Regions from separate parts of the Mus musculus genome. Here region 2 is linked to region 1. A link is a contact called in public HiChIP or PLAC-seq data. All regions are on one chromosome and are shown on one strand. Each heading gives the region's core, a stretch centred on a gene start, on an enhancer-like site or on the middle of the called end of the contact. The rest is flanking DNA. Distances are from core to core; before and after follow the strand shown. Region 1 holds the start of Slc36a1 (solute carrier family 36 (proton/amino acid symporter), member 1). Region 2 has its middle 13 kb from the start of Fat2.

Region 1 (5,981 bases), core at 1,071-3,570:
ATGATTGTGAAGAGTGACATCGTTCTTGGGATACTGACAAAAAGGCACATGGCTTTCTATGTCCCAGCCACAATGGTTACTGTCGTGCAACAGCAGCACGGCGTTCACTGCATCCAGGGCCCGGAAGCTTGCTCTGGGAAAGGGGGTGCTAGAGGGGCCACCACTCGTGTCTTGGAGATCGACCATGTCTGAATCAGATAGTGTACAAGGAAACTTTGCACGGGCTCAGGCTCGTTGTAAGACGTAAGACCTTCAGCAGAGGACATGGCAGCTGAGTGTATTGAAGATGGAACCGAGAACAATGTATCCGCAAAGGAGAGCAGTGGCTGAGTATCTGGCATCTTAGGACCCATCACGTTTGAGGTGGGATATGGGTGGAGCTTAGGGGAAAGCAGAACTGACCTCCTTCTGTTAGATGCAGAAGGAGTTATCCAAAATTTCTCTCTAGCATGACCCCTTTAGGTGCCAGATCTTATGTGATTTGCAAACAACAAGGGAAGGGGGAGAATAGAGTAGGGCTTCCAACTGAACTTTCAAAATGGGTAACCCAAAGGGAACTCAGAAGGCTGCGCAGCAGGAAGTGATGGAGACAGACCTGGGATGTGGGTGGGAAGGAGGTTACTCTGCCACACTGCAAGCCTTGCTGGGCTAATACTCAGTACACCAAGGCAGTCCTCTGTAGTAGGGCTCTCAGCAGGAGAATCCAAATCTCCCTAGGTCTTGCCGGATGCCACTCATGGATGGGGATCTTGACCCAGCAAGTGTAGAGTGGGACTCTAGAAGTTGTATCATTTCTTGTTCATGTGTGTATATGTATGTGTATGCATCTGTGTATGTGTGGTGTATGGTTTATATGCTTGTGTATGTATGTATGTATGTATGTATGTATGTATGTATGTAGTATATGTAATATGTGTATGTGTGTATGTGTGTGTCGTGTATGAAGTATGTGTATGTGTGAAGTTGTCTTTGCATCTCTGTGTGTGTGGTATATGGAGTATATGCATGTGTGGTATGTACTGTTTATATCTCTGTGTGTATGGAGTACATGTATGTATGTGTGAGGTGTATGGAACATATGCATATGTGTATGTATGTATGTATGTATGTATGTATGTGTGAGGTGTATGAAGTATATGTGTGTGTATGGAGTATATGTATGTGTGTGTGGTATATGGAGTGTGTATGTGTGTGTGGTGTATGAAGTATGTGTATGTGTGAAGTTGTCTTTGCATCTCTGTGTGTGTGGTATATGGAGTATATGTATGTATGTGTGGTATATGTTTGTATGAGTATATGTGTATATGTGTCTGTGATGTATGGAGTATATGTTGTTTGTGTGTGTGTATGTGTGTGTGTGGTGTATGGAACATATGTGCATGTACGTATGTGTGTGGTGTACGAAATATATGTGTGTACATGGAGTATATGTACGTGTGTGGTGTATGGAGTATATGTATGTATATGGTGTATGGAGTATATGTCTGTGTGTATGTGGTGTATGGAGTATATGTATGTGTGTGTTTGTGGTGTATGGAGTATATTTATGTGTGTGGTGTATGGAGTGTGTGTGTGTGTGTATGTGTATGTGTGTAGCATATGGAGTATGTGTGTGTGTGTGTGGAGTGGGGCATCGGGGAGTCAGATGGTGACATTGTCTGCTTGAGTTGTTCCCTCAACTTTTTTTCCCCACAGGTTCTCTCACTGAACCTGAGCCCACTGTTTTGGCTAGATCAGTTAGTCTGCTGAAGAGACCAAGGGATCCTTCTGCTCTGGCCCCAAGCTCTGGTGTTACTGGCACACATTGTCTTGCCTGGCTCTTTATATGTACTGGGAATCTTAACTCAGGTTCTTATTGTATCCAGTAAACCATTTTCCCAGTAGCCCCTTTTAAATTTTTTTGAAGCAAGGTATCTTTAAATCACCCAGGGTATCCTTGAACTCACTCTATAACCCAAACAGGCCTTGAACTATTTTTCTTCTCTGCTCTGGTATTGCAGTCTTGTACCATCAGGCTTAGCTGCACGATTTATTTTTTAAAAGGTGCAAACTTGTGATTATAAACCAGTAAATGCACGTTAATATATGCTGAACAAATAAATTTTAGCAAGGCTAAAAATTACGGATATTTTGCATGCCGACTTCCCTGGAGACTGCCTCAAAATCTAGGTCGTCTGCCTTAGCTCTGTGGTGGTCTCAGAAGCACTGCCCTTTCTGAAGCAGCGGCTGACGGCCGCCAGGTGGCGCTGCAGAACAAGGGTCCGGGAGGAGGAGCACGGAATGGAGCGGCACGTGACCTGGGCTAGGGAGCCAGCATCACGTGACAGGGCCCGGAAGCGGCTGTCCAGGAGGCTAGAAAACCATGGCTAGGGGTCGGCGCTGAGGCTACGCGAGGTGGGCTGAGCAGGAGCGGGAGCCAGAGCCGGAGCCGGAGCCGGAGCGGGAGCCCGGGCCGGGCAGGGCCGACCGGTGAGTAGTGCGTGCCCTGCGCTGCAGTCGGGAGTCACCTCCTGCTGTAGCACCTCCCGCCAAACGGATGCTGCTGCTCAGGGACAGGTCACCCGTGGGGTGGGGTCTCCCATGCACCTTTGACAGGTGTTCAGTCATAGTTCCCAGGTGACATCGGCAGTCACTGACGGCTAGCTCGGACCAACCCTTCGTTTGCAGATGTGGCTGTTCGAGCTATGCCCTTGCCTTGGGTCACAGGGTACCAGACCGCAACTCCTTTCCTCCGAGAGTAGGGGAAACTGAGGTCCAGGGCTGTGTGTGGGCTTCCGAGGTATCCCTGCAGCAGGGTGTCAGCTTCTGCAACTGTTTGTTTTCTGCCACGTTGCCATCTGCGGGGAAACTCGCCCTGTGAAAAGGCACTTGTCCCTTCCGCTGTGGGTCGCGCGTCCTTGTTTAGCTCCGCTGTGTCTGGGCTCTCCACGCCAGGCTTGAGTTCTGGGTGTGGTTCTGTTCACTGATGGCTTTTTCCTTTCCTTTCCTTTCCTTTCCTTTCCTTTCCTTTCCTTTCCTTTCCTTTCCTTTCCTTTCCTTTCCTTCTTTTTTCCTCTCTCTCTCTCTCTCTCTCTCTCTCTTTCCTCATCACTCAGCAGGCTTCGTTTCTAACCGTTCTGCAGTTTTGTGGAAGTCACTTAGAAATATGAAATAGGACCTGGGATAGACTGGAGGGACCAAGAGAGCTCTAGGGCATGAAAAGCACAGATGTTAACTTGAAGACCGCTTGCTTTTTGTTTTGTTTTCTGAAATTTGACAGATTCAGGTAGCGACTGCTTATATGGATGGAATTAGGGGGTGGGGGCTTGTTGAGTCAGGATAGCAACATAGTGTCCTGGAAGGAATTGACTTTGGGGAATCTGCAGAGCGTGTTTTAGCTTTTGCCTCTTGCTTGATGCCTTAGGTGACTTTGAATCCTCCCTCACCCGGGTTTACATTTTCAGTGTATGAATGATGGTAGGGTCCTTTTGTTATGAAACTCATATTTTTCCTGTTTGATTTTGTTAGGAGAGATTTACCCCCTCCTTGTAATCTGTAGGCAGTAGCCTACAACAAGAGTAGATCTTGTTCTAAAAGAATTTTACCTGTTTCTAATTGTCTTGAATCTGCCCCCCCCCCATTTATGGCTCAACTAGACATTCATAATTTTAGTTGTCTTTCTCATGACCAAGATCTCTTTTGCCTCTAGTTTGCATCCTAATTTATAGTAACTAACAGGTACATTAGTGCATAGGGTTTTTTTTTGGATGGAACCCAGGGGTTCCAAACACTCTGGAAGTAGACTGCATCTACGGCCGGGCTTCTTAAAAGCTGTTGTTGAGGTTACAAGTAAGAGGCTCGACTCTCAGCCCTTGGCTTTGACCTGAGGCTGGGCCTGCTCTGGTGGGGTCTGTGCTGCTGCAGCCTCTTTGTTTTTATGTCTCTGTTTTCTCCTTAAACCCGGTGGCTGTTTGTTCAGCCTCCTGCCTGTTTAGCTGTCTTTGTCTAGCCGGGAGTCTATAAAGGAGAGAGGGATTTATGTATTTGGTTATTCAGGAGACTACAGTTAAGATCAGTGCGGTAAGGGAAGTGGTTTTGAGCATAAAAACTTTCAAGGAATCAGTTCTCTTTTGCTTTGGACACAGCGTGGAACTCCTTGTCACCACAGGGAGTTGTCATTGGGCATTTAATTGATTACCTTGGGGAACGTTGTAGGTGAAATTGCTGTGCTGGATAGAGAGCTGACCTAAATACAGTCAGTTGTGTTTTCCTTCTTTATCTCTGTCTCCCCCTCTCCATCCCCCCCCCATTCTCTCCGTCTCTCCCTGCCCTCCTATCCCCCTCCATAAGTCAGAGCACTGTCACAGGCACTGTCTATCTACCTTTGCCCTTGAGCTTGCTGATTGATTTGGTTGGGCTGGCTATGAGTCCCGTGGATTCCCTTTCTCCACCTCACCAGCGCCAGGATTCTGAGGACATGGTTGTCTTGTCCTGGGAACTAAACTCAGGTCCTATGTTTGCAAGGCAAGATTTTACTGACGGTTACCTCACCAGCATCCCATTGTCTTGCTTTTTGCCCCCACGCCAACCAACCTCTTGAGGGTTTCAGCTCTTAAACCTCTCGGCTTCTGGTTGCTTCTTTGCCCTGACTGGAAGCTAGACCTGCACTGGGCTGGTGAATGGCTTTGTTTCTGTTTCCAATGGCCAGGCAGCTGCTGCTAAACCATTTCTAGAACCCTGTTCCTGAAGTGATTTCTTTTTCCTGTGGAGGAGAGCCACATTTAATCTGTTGACCCGAACCCAAGCCTTGGGGATCTAACATCTTTCTCCTTTGGCCAGATGCAAAAAGCATCCTTTGGCTTCACAGATCGGCATGTAAGGTTCACAGCATGAAAACCCCAAGATGCAGAATCTGGGGCTACTCGTAACACATTGCTCTCGGAAACCTGACCATTTAATCGAAACTCAACGAGCTGCTTTTGTGTGCCGTGTGTGTGCCCCACACATCCTTGAGGGGTTGCTTTTCTTCGTGAACTCAGCAGTCTGTCTGTGTGAGTCGTTGCAGGGTTTCAGCACTTGACTCAACATTTTCAAGTTAAGGACTTTCCCAAGTCCTTGTCCTAGTTAGCTTTATATTGCTGTGACAAATATCACAGCCAAAAGCAACTGGGGGAGGAAAGGGTTTATTACATAGCTTTTATTATAGCTTATAGCCCATCATGAAGGGAATCAGGGCAGGGACTCAAGGCAGGAACTGAAGCAGAGGCCACAGGGAAACACTGACTTGCTTCCATGGATTGCTTGGCCTGCTTTCTTACACCAACCAGGGCCACTTGCTCACGGGTGACAGCATCTGTAGGGCAGTCTGATGTAGTGGGCGTTTTCTCAATTGAGCATCCCTTCTCCCAGGTGACTGTGAGGGCCACTCCTGATTGTCAACTTGACTACATCTGAAATTAATCAAAACCCAAGCAGCTAGGTACACCTGTGAGGGATTTTTTTTAAATTAAATCAATGGAAGCAGGAAGACCCATTTTTAATCCAGATTTTTTTGAGGTGGGCCACACCTTCTGGTGGCAGTCTGTGTAAAGGACATGGAAGAAGGAGGTTCTAATGTTTTGTTTTGTTCTTTTTTCTTTTTTGGCTTGCCCTCACAGTTGCTGACAAGTCCATACTGTCACTGGCATTAGAGCCAGTCTTCAGGATTCTGGCATACACCAAAGACCATCTAAGACACATCCATACTTGCGAATATATATATATATATATATATATATATAAAATTTTTTAAAATCCTCTAAAGACTCCTGACTAATACAGTGACCCTGGCTTGAAATATCAAGTTGACAAAAATCTGGACAATCTTGTACAGTGTTAATTGGAAAAAGCACTGCAAAGTTTCTGTAGAGACTTTTTCTGGTCCAGGCTGTCTCCATGGTAACAATCACTACCATCACTGAGGGTCCACTGTGTGCCAGGCAACACATCTGACCTTTATCTTA
Region 2 (5,533 bases), core at 104-2,603, 120 kb after region 1:
AGCTGCAGCCACTATAAATAAGCCCAATTTCATGTGATAGTGAAAGTTAAGCAGGGTCAGATCTGGGTAGGACTTGGGTGGGAGAAAGCCAAGCCTGGGAGGACCACCCACTTTCCTTGTAGTAGCTGGACACCCAGGAGACGAACGGAGACCACCGCCTCTTGAGTGATGTGTGTGAGCTAAAACTGCCTGAGCCAGGAAGAAACCTCTCCAAGATGCTCTGCAGAGACAGGGGAAGGGCTCTGGAGGCCCACCCACACCCACCTATGGCTAACAAACATGCCACCGCTCCAGGTCCCTCTGACCACCCGGCCCCTCCAGGTTCTTGGGGAGCTTCACTGACAAGTGATTTTTGAGGTCAGACCAGAAAGAGCCAGCCCTGTCTGGTATGTACTAGCCAACTGTCGATGGACAGAGCCCCTCCCCTGGGGTCAGAATTTAGACTCAAAGATTCATTTGCATCTTCAACTGTGGAGCATCTGGTCACGTAATGACTGGAGGGCCCAGGATGCCTTGAGGTCTATCTCATAATTTCATGGGAACTATGAGATAGACCAGCTCTGTAGGAGTGGGAGAACTTTTTTCCTGAAGGAGGTCTCCCTATGTAACCATAGCTGGCCTTGAACTCCCAGAGATCTGCCTGCCTCTGACTTCTCAGTGTTGGGATTAGCAGCATTCATTGAGAGCTTTGTTAGAAAGATCACAGAGGCCAGGAGTGATGGTATACACAAAATTCAGTTAGGGGATCCATTGCACAGCACAGTGGCACCCCAGCACTTGGAAGAAAGCTGGAGGGTCAAGAGTTTAAGCTCATTTGGGCTACATAGAAGTAAGCTCAAAGCAAGCCTGAGCTACATCAGACCCCGTCTGTCTCAAAACAAAACAGAGAGAGGAGCATAAGAAAAGAAGGAAGGGAGGAAGGGAGGGAGGGAGTAGGGAGGGAGGGAGGCAGGCAGGCAGGCAGGCAGGCAGGCAGGAAAGAAGAAAGGCAGGAAGAAAGTCAGGCAGACAGGGAAAGAAGGATGGATGGAAGGCAGGAAGGAAGGATGGACAAAAGAAAGGAAGAAAGGAAGGGAGGGAGGGAGGGAGGGAGGAAGAAGGAAGGAAGGAAGGAAGGAAGGAAGGAAGGAAGGAAGACAGGGAAAGAAGGATGGATGGAAGAAAGATAGGCAGGCAAGAACATGAAAGAACAGAGTACAATGCAGAGACCAGCAGACCTGCTGAACAGGCCTCTGCCTCTTTGATTCAGCAGAATCCCTTGCAAAACTGTTGAGTCTCTCAGACACATAGACCTCAGATTCCGACCTGGGTGGCCTTGGGTAAGTTAATCACTAGGCCAGTCTTTCTCTGTCTGTTAGAATGGCTGTCATCAAAAAGACTAAAGACAACAAGTGCTGGTGAGGGTGTGGAGGGAGAAGCCCAGTGCGTGCTGTTGGTGATGTAAACAGCCGTGATGGAAAACAGCAGGGAGGTTCCTCAAAGAACTACAAATAGAACTACCATATGGTCCAGCAATCCCACCTCTGGGCGAGCATCCAAAGGAAATGGAATCAGTCTGCCCACCCACGCCGCAGCACATTCGTGCTACCCAATGGAAACAACCCACGTGTCCATCATCTGATGAATGGATAAAGACAATGTAGTCTGTATGGAATACTACTTGGACTTTAAAGGGGGTGTGGGGGAGCTGGTAAGATGGCTCAGCAGGAAATGTGTTTATCTCCAAGCCTAATGGTCTATGTTCTTACCCCGGATCCATGTGGTGGAAAGAGAGAACTGACTGCCACATGCTTCCTAGGGCATGCATAGATACACAAAATAAATAAATAAAAACGGAGCTAACATTAAAAAAATAAATAGATAAGATAAAAAGAAAATTTTATGCAAATGTATTGTTGAGATTGCATGGTTGCAGCCTTCCTGTGATGTCCAGAATACTGTCTCACAGAAGATGTGACAGCAGTTGACACGCCAACATAGATGCGAGGAAATTTCACAAGGCCCCAATTCTAGATGAAGAGCTACAGGCAAGCAATGGCTAATGAGGGAGGGAGAATTCGTTTTCTCCAGTTCATCCTTTTTGACTAGTTATCCGATCCCCAGGGTCAGTCTTAAAGGTGTGTATGTATAAGCAATATGAGATGGATTCAATAGGGTGTGTGTGTGTGTGTGTGTGTGTGTGTGTGTAATTAGAAAGGAGGTTATGAATCTGAGAGAGAAAATAGGGGGAACACAGAAGCAGTCAGAGAGGGAGAGGGAGGGTAGAAATGATATAAATACATTACTTTATAAATGACATAAATATATTTATGAAATTCTCAAAAGAAGATCAAATTCAAAAGCAAGATTTTGAAGAGAGAAGGAAACCCCATCATTCCTAACAAGGCAGATGAAGCTGTAGGGCATCACGAGTGAAGCAGAGCAGACGCACGCGGAAAGCCTGTGCTGTTCCCTTTCACTCTCAGGGAAACTCTAAGGTTGAACTAACAAACTCCAAGAGTGGAATACCGGTTAACGGTGGGAGGCAGGAAGTGCTGGTCAAAAGACACCGAATTTCAGTTAGGAGTTCAGGAGATCCACGGTGCAATAGGTGACTCTTAATGAGGAACAATAGCTGGTCTCTGTGATGCACATCTGTAGTCCCAGCTATTAAGGAGGCAGAGGCAGGAAGATCACAAGTTCCAGGCCTGCCTGGAGTACAGAGAGAGTTCAAGGGCAGCCTGGGCAATGTAGTCAGACTGCCTCAAAATAAAAAGTAAAAAGTGAGCCGAAGTGTATGTATCTCAGTGGTGATGCGTTTGCTGAGTACGCACGAGGGTTTAGGCTCACTCCCCAGTGTTCCCTCCCCAACTCACACACAAATCATGTACCTGAAAATTACTAGGAGTAGATTTTACATGTCCTTACTGCAAAAACATGTTGTGTGTTAAATAACTTCATTTAGTTTTATTGATTTAAAAAAAAAAAGGACTAAAGGCACATCTCAGTGCCCAAGTGCTTGCCTGGTGTGCCGAAAGCCCTGTGTTTGACCCCACAGCCACAGAATTATATTTTAAAGTAGAAAACACTGTGTGTGTGTTTGTGTGTGTGTGTGTGTGTGTGTGTGTGTGTGTGTGTGTGTGTGTGTGTGTGTGTTCAGGATGAGGACAGGGGAGATGGTTCAGCCTGCTAAATGCTTGCCTTGTAAGTGTGAGGCCCTGAGTTTCGATCCCTAAACTCACATAAATGTCAGGTGGGCGTGACCACCCGCCTGTAGTTGGGTGCTTGAGAGGTTAATATGGGATCCTTGAAGCAAGCTTACTATTAACCTCCCTGGATTAGCAAGCTCTGGGTTCAAGTGAGAGACTCTGCCTCAATATATAAGGCCGAGAGAAACAGCATCTACTTCTGGCCTCTGTGTGCACACACAGAGACATACATATGTACTCAAACACATGTGAACTCAGAGTGCACACACACATAAAATCTCAACACACACTCATACAAGAAACAAACTGAATCCTCTGGTAACTTCTGCAGCTTGGGGCTAATGACCCAAATGTACATCGTGCATATGAGTGATTTAGTAATCGCTGTCTGAATCCTGTCTTTTACTCTTGTAAACTGCTGTGAAGACTATGTTAAAGATACTGGAAAGTATTTTTGCCTTCTTCAGCATCTGTGATTCCCAAGCTTTGCCAGCCCAAGCCTCAGTGCTCCTATTTATCCCACCCCACCCCTGGGACTGGGGGGCCTGAAGGACTTAGTGTGAAAAGCATTTGGCAAGATGCCAGGCAAGATGCTGAAGTAGCTGACAAGTTGAAGTCAGTCCTATCACAGTACATGCTCAGAAATTTGTGGAATTCGGGAATTCTCCACACATCACTGGTCACCAGTGTGCCCAGGAGCTCTTTGTGGGAGCAGTCCCAGAGACACACATATATGTGTGCGGGTGCACTTGCGCATGTGTGTGCACTTGCACGTGCGTGCGCATACACACACACACACACACACACACACACACACCTGCAGGCCCGTAACACTCCTCTCTTTGCAGTGATTTGTTTCAAATGTGAAGAAGCAGCCTGAAAGATATGAACTCTTCCAGGGTTTCAGAAGGGACAGAAAAGAAAGGGCATGGAGAGGAAATGCTACACATGGGCTGGGGTCTCAGCTCTCTGCCAAGCAGGTGCACAGCCCTGAATTCTATCTTCAAGGAAAAAAAGGAAAGAGACAGAGGGAGGGAGGAGAAGGGAGAGAGAAGAAGGGGAGAGGAAAGAGGAAGAAAAGGAAAGGAGGACCAGGGAAAGAAGGAAGGGAGGAAGGGGAAGAGGACAGGAGGGGAGAAGAGAAGGGAGGGGAGACAGAGATCTAGTCTGACCACTTAGATGCCTTCTGATGATGGTCCTCCAGACCCTGTGTGTTCTCCAGAGATATTCAGGGTGCCCTCTCTGCTACATTTCCATTTGTAAAAGAGCATACACAGCCCTTGCCCTCTGTACTGTATCTAGAGCTTCCTGCTTGACTTTCCCACCCCCAGCCCCCACCCCCACCCAGACACAGGGAATGGATGCTGTGTCTTGTCCTTGCTCCTTGCCCACAAGCACTTCGGTGATGTGGCCACTCCCTGCCAGGTTCTACCTCCAACTTTAGCACAGGAAGATATGCCAGGTAGGGCAAGGAAGTATACCACGGTGGTCATGTACAGACGAGTCCTGCCTTGGCCCATGGCCTGTTGGTGACTTTCAGCCAACGAGGGGACCTGACTGAGCCTTGGTCTTTTTATACATCAACCAGGAAATAAGCATCAGGCAATTAGGGGACCAAAGTAGGATGGGATGTGGACAGCACAAAGCCATGCCTGGAACCTTACGACCCCAATGGCATGGTTGTCACCAGAGGGACTGAGTGATCCCAGGGCAGAGTCCCTCATTCTGTAGAGCCTAGCAACCATCTGAGATAGGATGAACTACCTATTCTCCTACCTCTCTGAGCCAACGCTCCCTTAAACTATCATTAGTGATGCACTGAGGTTCAGCGGAGGGTGGAGACATGCAGATCTCAGAGGCAGGTGACAACGAACATTTACTGTAAGCTAAAACGGTGGTGAGCACATAGTACCTTCATCTCCAGCAACCCCGAGTTTAGCTTTGTCCTGGAAAAGACTGCTGAGGGCCAGCGAGATGGCTCAGCAGGCAAAGGTGCACACTGCCAAGCCTGGCAACCTGAGTTTGATCCCAAGAATCCACACAGTGGAAGGAAAACTGATTTCTGCAAGTTGTCCTTGAACTCACACACACACACACACATACACACACACAAAGACATTGATGGGACTCACATAAGTGACCCACCTTTCTGATCCCACAGCCAAGCTGGAGTAAAACTCACATTGCCTATGTGTCGAACAGTTGCCTGGCCTGTCTGTTCATGCCCATGGGTTGGAAAGAGCCACCAGGAAGGGAGAGGTTCTGTGGTCCCTCCCCCCCCCCCACAGCAGGAATCCTAATACCATGGGACCGCTCATACCAGCAGATTCTCAGCCAAGGCTCCA

Evidence for each region. HiChIP or PLAC-seq counts read pairs in DNA pulled down with a chosen protein or histone mark.
Region 2: a contact with region 1 is called in an H3K27ac HiChIP or PLAC-seq map of embryonic stem cells, with 8 read pairs. The contact joins the enhancer-like site here to the promoter of Slc36a1 in region 1. A contact is called at or near these places in 11 of 39 promoter capture datasets (the 3T3-L1 cell line, the C10 cell line, cranial neural crest and 6 more), 3 of 484 Hi-C or Micro-C datasets (all in embryonic stem cells), 5 of 115 datasets of contacts at active chromatin or transcription factors (embryonic stem cells and pancreatic cancer cells) and 2 of 9 other capture datasets (adipose tissue and pancreatic islet).

The regions. Positions count from the first base shown.
Region 1 is chr11:55,202,020-55,208,000 of GRCm38.p6, forward strand. Slc36a1 (solute carrier family 36 (proton/amino acid symporter), member 1) reads left to right here and starts at 2,321. Exons shown (of 11, transcript NM_153139.4): 1 at 2,321-2,469.
Region 2 is chr11:55,322,593-55,328,125 of GRCm38.p6, forward strand. It overlaps a transcript of Fat2 not described here. Among named protein-coding and RNA genes, the nearest start is that of Fat2, 13 kb to the left of the region's middle. Within about 2 kb of position 1,354, at least 9 of the 459 cell types and tissues checked have an H3K27ac peak or open chromatin away from gene starts, as enhancers often do. A contact at or near this core is called in embryonic stem cells, where this site is marked.